Linked DNA regions of Oryctolagus cuniculus: region 1 is linked to region 2. Evidence: chromatin contacts called from public Hi-C data. All regions are on one chromosome and are shown on one strand. The core of a region is the stretch at or near the end of the contact, and the rest is flanking DNA. Distances in the headings are between cores, read along the strand shown.

Region 1 (4,921 bases), core at 356-2,855, 390 kb after region 2:
AATTTAAGAGTGTTTTCTACGCTGCATGACTGGATTCCATCACAGAAAACACAGGTTAAGAGTTCATCTCTTCCCAGTGTTTGAGCAACCCACCAGAATAGCAATACCCTGACACCAGGACCCCCAGCCCCACTGAGCTTGGGAGAACATTGCTGCTCCTTCCTTTGCGTAGACAAAGGGCCAAAATGTCCAAGTCAGCCCCCACCACTTCCACAGCCCTCCTGAAGGGAACAGGCATGCCCACAGTCCAGGCTGGGGAGCAGCCCCGGGCAGGGCTTCACGAAAGGTGATTCCAAGGTCATTGCCTGGCTCAGGCCTTGGAGGGGTGATCTGTGCTCTAAAGCTCTGTCCAAATGGGATCGATGCAATTAACTGAGCTACCAAGCCTCTCCTCCCCCTCTTCCTTTTCTCATCCTCTTCCTTCCGTCCCCTGAAAATTGACCATGAAACACAGAAATGATAGTCATTGAGTTTTCAGTTCTAGTTCAAGAAGCTAAAAAACGGTGTTCAGAAAGCAGACACCATGTAGAAAAGACTGAGGGTATGAGGATGTCAAAGTCAAGACTAAGCTGGAGAAATGAGCAAAAGAAAAGGTGCACAGAGCCAGGTGGGTTGTAGCACTTGTGGGAGACGCAGAGGCCAAGTCCCTGTGATGGGCAGGTGGAGGCAGGAAGTCTCACGGCTGAGCTAGACTAGGCCCTAGACCCCTGCTGTGCCTGCTCCAGCTTCCTGTGGCCTCCCAGACACAAGCTTCCCATGAGTGTCCTGTACCCCATCAGCATGGTCACCTCAGTGTGTCCCAGTTCGTGCCCCTAAACGGCCTAACACACAAGAAGAGGCCGGATTCTACAGAAGCCTGGACTCTGGCCCTGACCCTCGCTCACTCATGCCACCAGCTTTTCACCCCCACCTGTCAAGTCACGCCCCCTCTGGGCAGGCTTTGATGCTGTCTTAACAGCTATTTGCTCAGTAGTGGAATTTTTGCCTAAGATTTGGAGGAGGATGCTGGGAGAAAGGCTGGGGAGAGTGGTCATCCCAGCTGGACACTGTCCTTACCTCCAGGCTGGTTAAGTGCCTCGTACACATACAAGCTCAAAAAATAATTGTCAGTGATGCTGTCTTAATCCCACCTTCCTGTGATAGAAACAAGTACAGGGAATTGAAAATGAGGTCCCCGGGGATCCCTGGCAACTGAAACTCTTCCTTCCTCCCTCAGGGAGTGAACCAGGAAACACATAAATATGCCCATGAGGTCTTCACAGAAAGATATCACATAGAGCAGTAGAATTCAGGGCGAAGACAGAAAAAGGAAAAGCCGTTTCAAATCCATTCAAAACAATCCACGCAGCTGTTTCCTGAACTCTCCAGGAAAAAAAAAAAAAAAAAAAACCCGGAGAAGCAAAATGCTGTGTCTCCTTGCCTCGCCTCCCCCCTACCTCCGCCCTCCAAAGTGGCTTTCAGGTGACGCCATGACGAGCCCTCGGCGGCGGCGGCGTCCGCGGCGGCGAGCTCCCGGACTAGGAGCATGGGGTGCTGCCACCTCTTGGATGATCGTGGCCAAAGCAAGGCTGTGCCCCAGAAAGGCTGCCTGTCGGTGATATTATGAAATGTTAACGGGCAATCTGTTCCGAAATAATTGCTCAGTGTGTCGGCCTCCTTCTCGGCGTGAGGCTATCAAAGGCAGCGCCGGGCCGGAAGCAGTGCCAGCCTGCTTGTGGTACCTATGCCGAGGAAATCCAGCCCTCAGCACCACAGCCACGCACAAAAGCTTTTTCCCAATTAATGAAACGCAATTAATGGTATCGCTGAAACACTCCTGCCACTTGCATTTAGGGCTGTTGAGAGCTTCAATTTAGAGCTGCGAGCGCATTTTAGGATATGCGTTTTTTTTTTTTTAAAGCGGACACGATGAACAGCACCTAATTTCTGGGAGACGCCCAAGTTTACACAGGGGAAAGAGGAATGTTTACCAGAAACATACGCAACGATGACAGCCTCCTTCCCCTTCCTTACACACATACACACACACACACACACACACACCCCACAGGCTCCCACACGTGCGAGTCGGCTCAGTTCCAGTTTATTCCAGCAGACGCAGTGTCTCCTCCCCTGTGGAAAACCGGATACCTGCACATTGGCAGAAGCTAGGGTGCTCTGAATGAAGTCGGATACACACTCCAAGGCCTTTATGGCTCGGTGGTCCTTTTGAAATATTGATATTGATCAGCCCAGTTCCTGAGAGGAAATAGGTTGTTTCTCTTATTCTCCCAGGTATAGATCATTGGAGCAGTTAGCTTGCATTTCCCTAAGGATAGTGAGAGGAGGATTTAAACGGCAACATTAGCTGCTTTAGGCAAGATTTTCAAAGCTACACCAGGGGAGTTAAAAGCGCAAATCCTGTTATTGTTACAGGATTAATGCAAAGAAGTCCCAGAATACCACTTTGGAAATGTAGCCAAGGAATATTATTTTAATGTACTGTATGTTATTTTTAGACACAGCTATAGCCCAATTATCAGTTGGTGTATCAAAAATGAGACAAGACAGATAGCTGTCTTTAATCCAAAATTCTAATGAGGTTTTTGGTGTTTGTATTTTCTCACCACTTAGAAATCTGGATATTGGGAGGAGAAAAGTGAAAGATAGAAACTACGGCAGCTACCTCCTACCTGCTGTGTTGCTATAGCGGCTGCTTCTTAGAGTACTGGTGCTGTGGAATATTCTAGCACAGTTCCCCCACTCCCACCCCAGAGGAGGCAGCAGGTAGGAAAAGCAGGCATTAGATCATGGGGATCTCTTGACTCCCACACCACAAAAAGCTGCGAATGACCCACAGCCTACTAATGATTTCCAGCCTTCAGTCATTTCTGTTTCTGCTTTTACACACCCTAGATTGTTGCTCAGAAGTAACTATCTGTAAAAGGTCGTCCAATTGGAGTGATTTTGCTTCCAAGTTACCCTGTGGGCATCAACCAACATTTATTGATTCTCTGGATGCCTGCTGCTGGGTTTTATTAAACTGGCTTGTCTTTCCTTTTGGCCTGTGAGTAATTGCACAGATCAGAGATGACCACATCACTGTCTCTAGGCTACATCTAGTCTGCTAGATGGCAGTCCCCAGAAAAACCAGCTTTAGTGGAGAAATACTCTATGCCAGTAGTGTTCCTCTCACTGGCTTTCAGAATCCCAGAGCATCTTCCATGACCTCAAAAGGTACTACAGTCAATCCCCTGGTATTGATCGGAGGATACCCTGAGGATACCAGAAGCTTGATGTTCAAGTCCCTTAGGTACAATAGCATAGTAATCGCATTAACCCACACACATCCTCCAATACACCTTAACTCATCTCTACGTATACCAGCTAATATAATGAATTACTACGTAAGTAGTTGTCAGATTGTATTGTTTAGGGGACAATGATAAGAAAAGAAAGTCTACGTGTTCAGTAGAGATGCAATTTTTGATGAGTACTTTGGATCTGTGATTGGTTGAACCCGTGGATGCAGAACCTACAGAAACAGAAGGACAAGCATCCTGGCACAGATCTCTCCGTGTGGGGCAAGGTAGCTGTGGCCTGTCCCCCCTTCCAAGACTTCACTGTGTCAGCAAGGAGTGTCTCACCTGGAACACTGTCTGGCAGCGAGGATTCGGGGAGCATCCCAGCAAACAGAACTGCACCCGTGTGCAACAACCAGCACCCACTGGCTCTGACTTTGCTTTTTGGAACAGCTGTGAGGAGGACTGAATGTGTGGCACTGTAAGACACACTGAGCACAGTACTCGGCACACTGCAGGCTCTTTTGAGTTAAGAAAGAAGCACCAACAATTTATGAAACTCACCTTATATAGATGCCTGTGCTTTCTTCAGTGGAAAATTATTTTTTTAATTAATTTTTTTTATTTTTATTTTTTGACAGGCAGATTTAGACAGTGAGAGAGAGACAGAGAGAAAGGTCATCCTTCTGTTGGTTCACCCCCTCAACGGTTGCCATGGCCGGCGCGCTGCACCAATCCGAAGCCAGGAGCCAGGTGCTTCTCCTGGTCTCCCATGCGGATGCAGGGCCCAAGGACTTGGGCCATCCTCCACTGCCTTCCCGGGCCACAGCAGAGAGCTGGCCTGGAAGAGGGGCAACCAGGACAGAATCCGGTGCCCCAACTGGGACTAGAACCCGGGGTGCCAGTGCCGTGGGCAGAGGATTAGCCAAGTGAGCCGCAGCGCCGGCCATGGACAATTATTTTTGTATATGATCTCAAGGACAGTGCAGTGATGAGTCTTGCTAATGCCTGTGGTGGGCACTCGATGTGTGTTTCATGCAGAGCTGACTCAAGTGAGGTGTCAGCTTTTCCCATGCAGTTTGTACATGGAGATCAGGCTATAAATAGGACTGGCATGAAATTCTTTATTTCAGTTTCTGGGGCATTGTTTACATCATAAGCACTATTCCTCTGTGTTTCTTCATCTGTGAAATGGAAATGAATGGGTCCTAATCAAGAACCAGAAGAAGGCTTCTATGTATATACTTAAAAATTATAAAGAAATGATTAATACTTTTCATGAGAATTATTATAGCTTTCTGTGTAAGGTATCAATCTTATATCTTATGAATGACTACGATTGGTATAGCACACATGCACTGCTCTATATATTTTATGAACAGTTCTTCCTGTCATTTGAGAACTATTAGGATACTTATATACACCTGTATTTTACCAAGAAAGAGAATTTACCAGCACCATGCACAGTAGCACACCTAACATCTTGCAATTCCACATATCCGCAGAGCAAATACATAAATTAATGTACACGATGAAGCACTACAGATGTATTTCAATGTCAGCAGGGACAAGTAGAAGACTCTGGGCAGAATTGCTGCCCTGTGAAGGGAAGGACCAACAGTGCCCTGGAGGATTAGAGC
Region 2 (5,433 bases), core at 1,638-4,137:
TGCAGGCACTCCACGTGGGCGCCGTTTTGTGTCCCAGCTGCTCCACTTCCCATCCTGCTCCCTGCTAATGGCCTGGGAAAAGCAGTGGAAGACGGCCCAAGTGTCTGGGCCCCTGCCACACACATGCGATACCCAGATGAAGCTCCTGGTTTCTGGCTTCAGCCTGGCTCAGCCCTGGAAGTTGCAGCCACTTGGAGAGTTAGCCACTGAATATAAGACTCGTCTCTCTCTTTATAAGTCTTTTAAATTAATAAATGAATCTTCAAAAAAAAAAAAACAAAAAACTAAACCCAGTACTTCCCTGCTCCCCTCCTACCACACAGAGGCAAGCAGCAGCCACCCCTCCTAGAGGAAGCAAACCCCTACTTAGAAGCATCAGGGCGTGGGCATCTGCAGTTGCTGCTGGGGTGCCCCACGGGAGCCCCATCTCAGAGAGCAGGGTCTAGGCTGGAGCACCAGTCCCATTTCCAGCCAGTTTCCTCACTAATGCACACCCTGGGAGGCAGCCGGTGATGGCTCACATACCTGAGTCCCTGCCACCCACATGGGGACCCAGGCTGAGTTCCAGGTTCCTGGCTTGGGCCTGGCCCAGCCCCAGCTGTTGTAAGCATTCAGGGGATGATCAAGCAGATGGAAGATGATTGTTTCTCTTTTTCTATCTGCCTTTCATTTAGATAAAATCAATAAAAAATTACAAAGCTCTGCTGAAATTTCTGTAAAAAAATTATTCTGAAGTATCAGGGTGGCCTTGGGGGCCAGCTCAGGGCAGCGGGACATCCCAGGTGGGACCAACACTCAGACGACTGAGTTCTCACCAAGCCCCTGATGGCAAGGACTCCCATCTATCATGGGAATGCAATCCACATATACCTATGGCCCTCAATGGAGTTGTCAAGACTGAACACCTACCTTAAATTTATTTCAATAGGCTGTCAATAGTGGAGTAAATGTAAGCTATTTTTAATCCTCTCTCAGAAAACATTATTCAAAGTGGAAATTTACCAAGATAAAGAAGGTATCATCTTCGCATTCAGCCCAGATCACTGAGCTGTATCCTGTTAATACCAAACCACAAGGTCCAGGGCTATTGAGCCCCGAATCGTGAAACCTCGGTCCAAATCCTCCCCAGATAATTCTCCTCAGGAAGAAAAATGCACCAAAATCACACCCCCAAAATGCTGGAATCTGAATCACAAATGATATGCTCACAGCGAGCCATGCAAATTAAATTAGTCAAGGTCTGGGACTCGAAATAAATTAGACCAGACCTGAAATTAAAAAGGTTGAAGCTGAGGAAGAATTTAAATAAAAACCACAAAAGTGTGACCTAGAGTGGTGTTTTTTTTTTGTTTTTAAACCACAGTGGCGCCTTGAGCAGGGCTTGCCAAGCACAAGGATTTGCAGCCCATCCTGGAGGAATGATACGGGCACCCCCAAACCACAGGCACCGAATGCTCAGGTCTGTGCCGGGGAGGGGGCATATGCAATGGGATGGCAGCTCTGACGGGCAGGCAGGGCGAGGCGTGAGCACCATCCGGCCGAGCCCAGCCGCCGCTGCTGCCAGATCTGCCCACACACAGCAGCGAGGCGCCCCGGAGTCAGGTGCGGGGACACACAACTACAGGGTGTCCTTCCCCCCACCTGCCCAACCCCAGGTAAGAGGCCCCAGCACCTCCGGAGAAGCTGCTGTAAAGAACCACACTCACCTCGGGGATCCACAGGGCACAGCTGACGTGGACCCATTTGGTTCCGCTGCGGGTGGGCTTCATGGCCCCGCCCTTCTTAGGGCACAGCAAACATTTTGGTTGAACACCCAGGGCACACGTCCGGCACAGCCAGCTGCCCTCCGGCACCTTGAGGATTCCGTAACAGGCCTGTAACGCCGCGGCACGGCCCCGAGGGAGACAGAGAAACAGAGAGGATCGATTTTCCCCGTGACACCCAGCAAGGTAAAAACTCCCAGCAGGGCTGCCACATGGGGACCCGCTCCCTGCAGGCGGCCTCCGGGACCCCAGGGTGTCTGTGCTCTGAGGACACCCATGCAGTCACTGAGCACAGAAATCCTCAACGCGCCACGCAGGGTTAAGGCCTGCGAGGTGAGCTTCTCCCCGTAGTGAGGGGAAACCAGGCACTCGGTCCCCCAGGGCTGCCCCAGCGAGGCGGCGGTACAAAGGGGAAGCAGCTCAGGCTGTCCCCAGGCCAGGCACGCACACTCACCAGAGCCCACTCCTGTCCCAAGGGAACCCAAAAGACAGAGAAAAATGAGCCGATCGAAGAGAGACAGACTCTGGTCTTCTGAGCTGATATTTAAAACAAAGCCTATTTTGCCCAGGATGGCAAAAATTACCACAAAAAGGCATAAAATGCAGAAATCAAGGCTTTTGCAATGGAGGTAATTAAGAGAGTTTGAAGAGAGAAGAGGCGAGTGTTAAATAAGTGGGGAAACAGAAACCGCGGCGGCACCAGGAGCACACTCAGAGCGGCCTTGAGAAACCAACTGTTCCGAACTTTATCCTTAAATGAACTGGAAGTCAGGAAGCCGAGAGTCACGGCAACAGAGCTCGATCGAAGCCTCCAGACAGAAAAAACACAGCCGCCCCGCCATCGGAGCGCTCGGGACGCAGAGAGGAAACCACAAGGATGAGTGCCGGGCGCGGCACGGTAACACCAGGCCCGCGAGCGCGGGCGGCGCCATGAATAAGCCACTGTCCACACCGACCTAGTGGAAAAAACAGGGGTTTTTAAATGGAGCACAACTATTAAGGTTTCAAATACTAAAGGTCTGTAACAGACATTCTGGAGAATCTCATCTGGAAGACGTCATTTCTACACTGGAAAAGCAGGCCCGAGGTCGTTCTAAAGATCCAGTGAAGACTGTCTTCACGACAAGCCATGGAGGAGTTTCCCCAAAGAAAAACGCAGTAAATGCTAAGGAGAAGAGACTTACACGGATGGCGGAAGGGACAGCCACGGGAGCAGTGTCAGAAGCCCCTGGATCCAGGGCCCTCTGCAGCCCGCCCTCCCCCTGACCCTGATGCCCTGTAGCTCATTCATAGAACAGGGGTTTAACTGGTTCTCAAGCAGAATGGAAAATACGTAGAACAGCAGGAAAAATACTAAAAAGTCATCCAAGTAAATACAAGAAGCATCCGCGACAAACAAGCAGCAATCACAATATCGCAAAACTACCACGAGAAGTCTCCACTACCCCAGGGAAACTTGCCAGACAACCTGAAAACCCAGGTCCATGGTGGGCCGCAAGAGGACCACAGCAGTGGTCTCCTTGTCAGGATGAGCCGGGACACGGGCACGGCTGGCAGAATGTTCAGACTCCAATAAAGCCCAAGAGGCAGACAAATCGTACAGAAAAGAACAAGCCGGCGCCGTGGCTCAATAGGCTAATCCTCCACCATGCGGCGCCGGCACACCGGGTTCTAGTCCCGGTCGGGGCGCCGGATTCTGTTCCGGTTGCCCCCCTTCCAGGCCAGCTCTCTGCTATTGCCAGGGGGTGCAGTGGAGGATGGCCCAGGTGCTTGGGCCCTGCACCCCATGGGAGACCAGGAAAAAGCACCTGGATCCTGGCTCCTGCCATCGGATCAGCGCGGTGCGCCGGCTGCAGCGGCGGCCATTGGAGGGTGAACCAACGGCAAGGGAAGACCTTTCTCTCTCTGTCTCTCTCTCTCTCACTGTCCACTCTGCCTATCAAAAATTAAAAAAAAAAAAAAAAAGAACAATCCAGAACTTCACGGAGTAAACTGCGTTCTTCCTGAGGTCACCCCAGCAAGCAGCCTTTAAAGAGGTCTTTTAAATCTCAGCATCCACAGGTGGATTCAAAGGATTCAATAGCCAGGACGATGGCCTATTAAATGCTAAGGGCGTGTGTGGACACCCATCTCCATGCACATCTTAAAACTTCATTACTGCATGAAGTAATGCACTTTAGTCCTATGGATTTACCTTTCTGTGGCAAGCAAATCCTATCACCATCAGGAACGTTATCACCAAGGGGCTACTTTCTGCCCCCACAGAAACCATCTTAGAACGTGACCTCACTTAGAAACAGAATCACTGTAGATATGTGATTAAGATATGTGACTGATAGTGAAGACACACACACACACAGCTGATGTGACCACAAGGGCAGCTGTTAAGCCTAGGAGGCCAGCCAAAGGTGCTGGGGATCACCATCCACTAGGAGAAGTCAGGAGCATGGCCCCCCAACGACGCCTTTATCTTGAACTTCACCTTGAACTTTATCTAGAATTTCAAGCTTCCAGAACCATAAGACAATAAACTTCTGCTGCTTTAAACCACTCGGTCTGTAGTATTTTGGAAACTAACGTAACATACTAACTGCCTTTTCAAGGGTTGCTTTGTTTTCGCACTGTTCTTAATTGGATCCTCGCTTTCTGGTTGTAAAAGCAGCAAGAAATATTTCCAACCCTGTAAGAAGCTACCAGAGGGAATAAAAAAGATGTTCATACAGCACGTTTCTTCAAATCACTTAGGACGAGGAGAATGGACCACCCCATAGGGAGAAGGGCCCCGGGCTCCCGGCGGCACCCCCCCGTGGGCAGCCGGGCTCCCCACCAGGCGCACCTGGTGCACGCAGATGTTGCACTTGTCACAGAACACCATCTCGTTGCCATCCTCGCCGTCAGGCGACTGGCACACGTCACAGACAACATCTTCGTCATACTCGATCCCCAGGCCTTCCTCAGTCTCTATGGCATGATTCATATTGTCATAGCATCGCTGTTCAAACTCCTCCAGCACCCGCTCCATGGTGTACTCATCCAGTTCAGGCATTCCTGAAGGAAAAAGGCCACAAGACCCACTTTAATAAATCTGTATTAACAGATGAGATCATTAAAAAATTCTTTATACTTATACAATTCACAGTGGCTAAATACCCTGAATAAATCGGTGAGTGGCCCCAGCTTTTCTACTGAATGCCTCTCAGATCCTTCCAAGGATCAATCAATCTTTAAATTAATTAAAGGCAGAAGGAGTCTTCCATGCAAGAAATAAAGCAAAAGATAAACCCCTGAAGGATTCAAGGATATGAAATACATATAGAGTTAAGTAAGTCATTTCATTATATTTATCATATGTAGCAACTACCGTGTAAGTGACTTCAAAACCATGACCACAAGTTATGGTTTGGGTGTTTTTAAAAAACCTTCCTTTCTTGGCATTGCAAAGTGCTTGGCACCAGATTTGACTGTGAGCACTCAAATGCTTTTAACTGGTTTATCCCTCCTCGCCCCTGGAATTGTACTGAGTTGAAATGCATAGTTAATCAGATGCGTGAAAGACTGAAATACAAGGACATGACTGAAGCCAAGGAGACAGTTCACTGTGAATTAAAGAAACTGCACTGTTAGGCAAGAATGATCAAAAATAGATTTCAAGTGGATATCGTGGTTATAG

What was found. A called contact is a pair of places that touch in the nucleus more often than the background predicts.
Region 1: a contact with region 2 is called in a Hi-C map of an unstated tissue, with 2.7 times the contacts expected there. The contact joins two enhancer-like sites. A contact is called at or near these places in 2 of 6 Hi-C or Micro-C datasets (ear pinna and an unstated tissue).

The regions. Positions count from the first base shown.
Region 1 is chr8:36,297,831-36,302,751 of mOryCun1.1, forward strand. No RefSeq gene overlaps it. Among named protein-coding and RNA genes, the nearest start is that of PGRMC2, 160 kb to the right of the region's middle. Within about 2 kb of position 1,606, at least 2 of the 8 cell types and tissues checked have an H3K27ac peak or open chromatin away from gene starts, as enhancers often do.
Region 2 is chr8:35,907,489-35,912,921 of mOryCun1.1, forward strand. It overlaps JADE1 (jade family PHD finger 1), which reads right to left. Exons shown (of 11, transcript XM_051819883.2): 6 at 4,600-4,811; 7 at 1,707-1,874. Among named protein-coding and RNA genes, the nearest start is that of JADE1, 43 kb to the right of the region's middle. Within about 2 kb of position 2,888, at least 1 of the 8 cell types and tissues checked has an H3K27ac peak or open chromatin away from gene starts, as enhancers often do.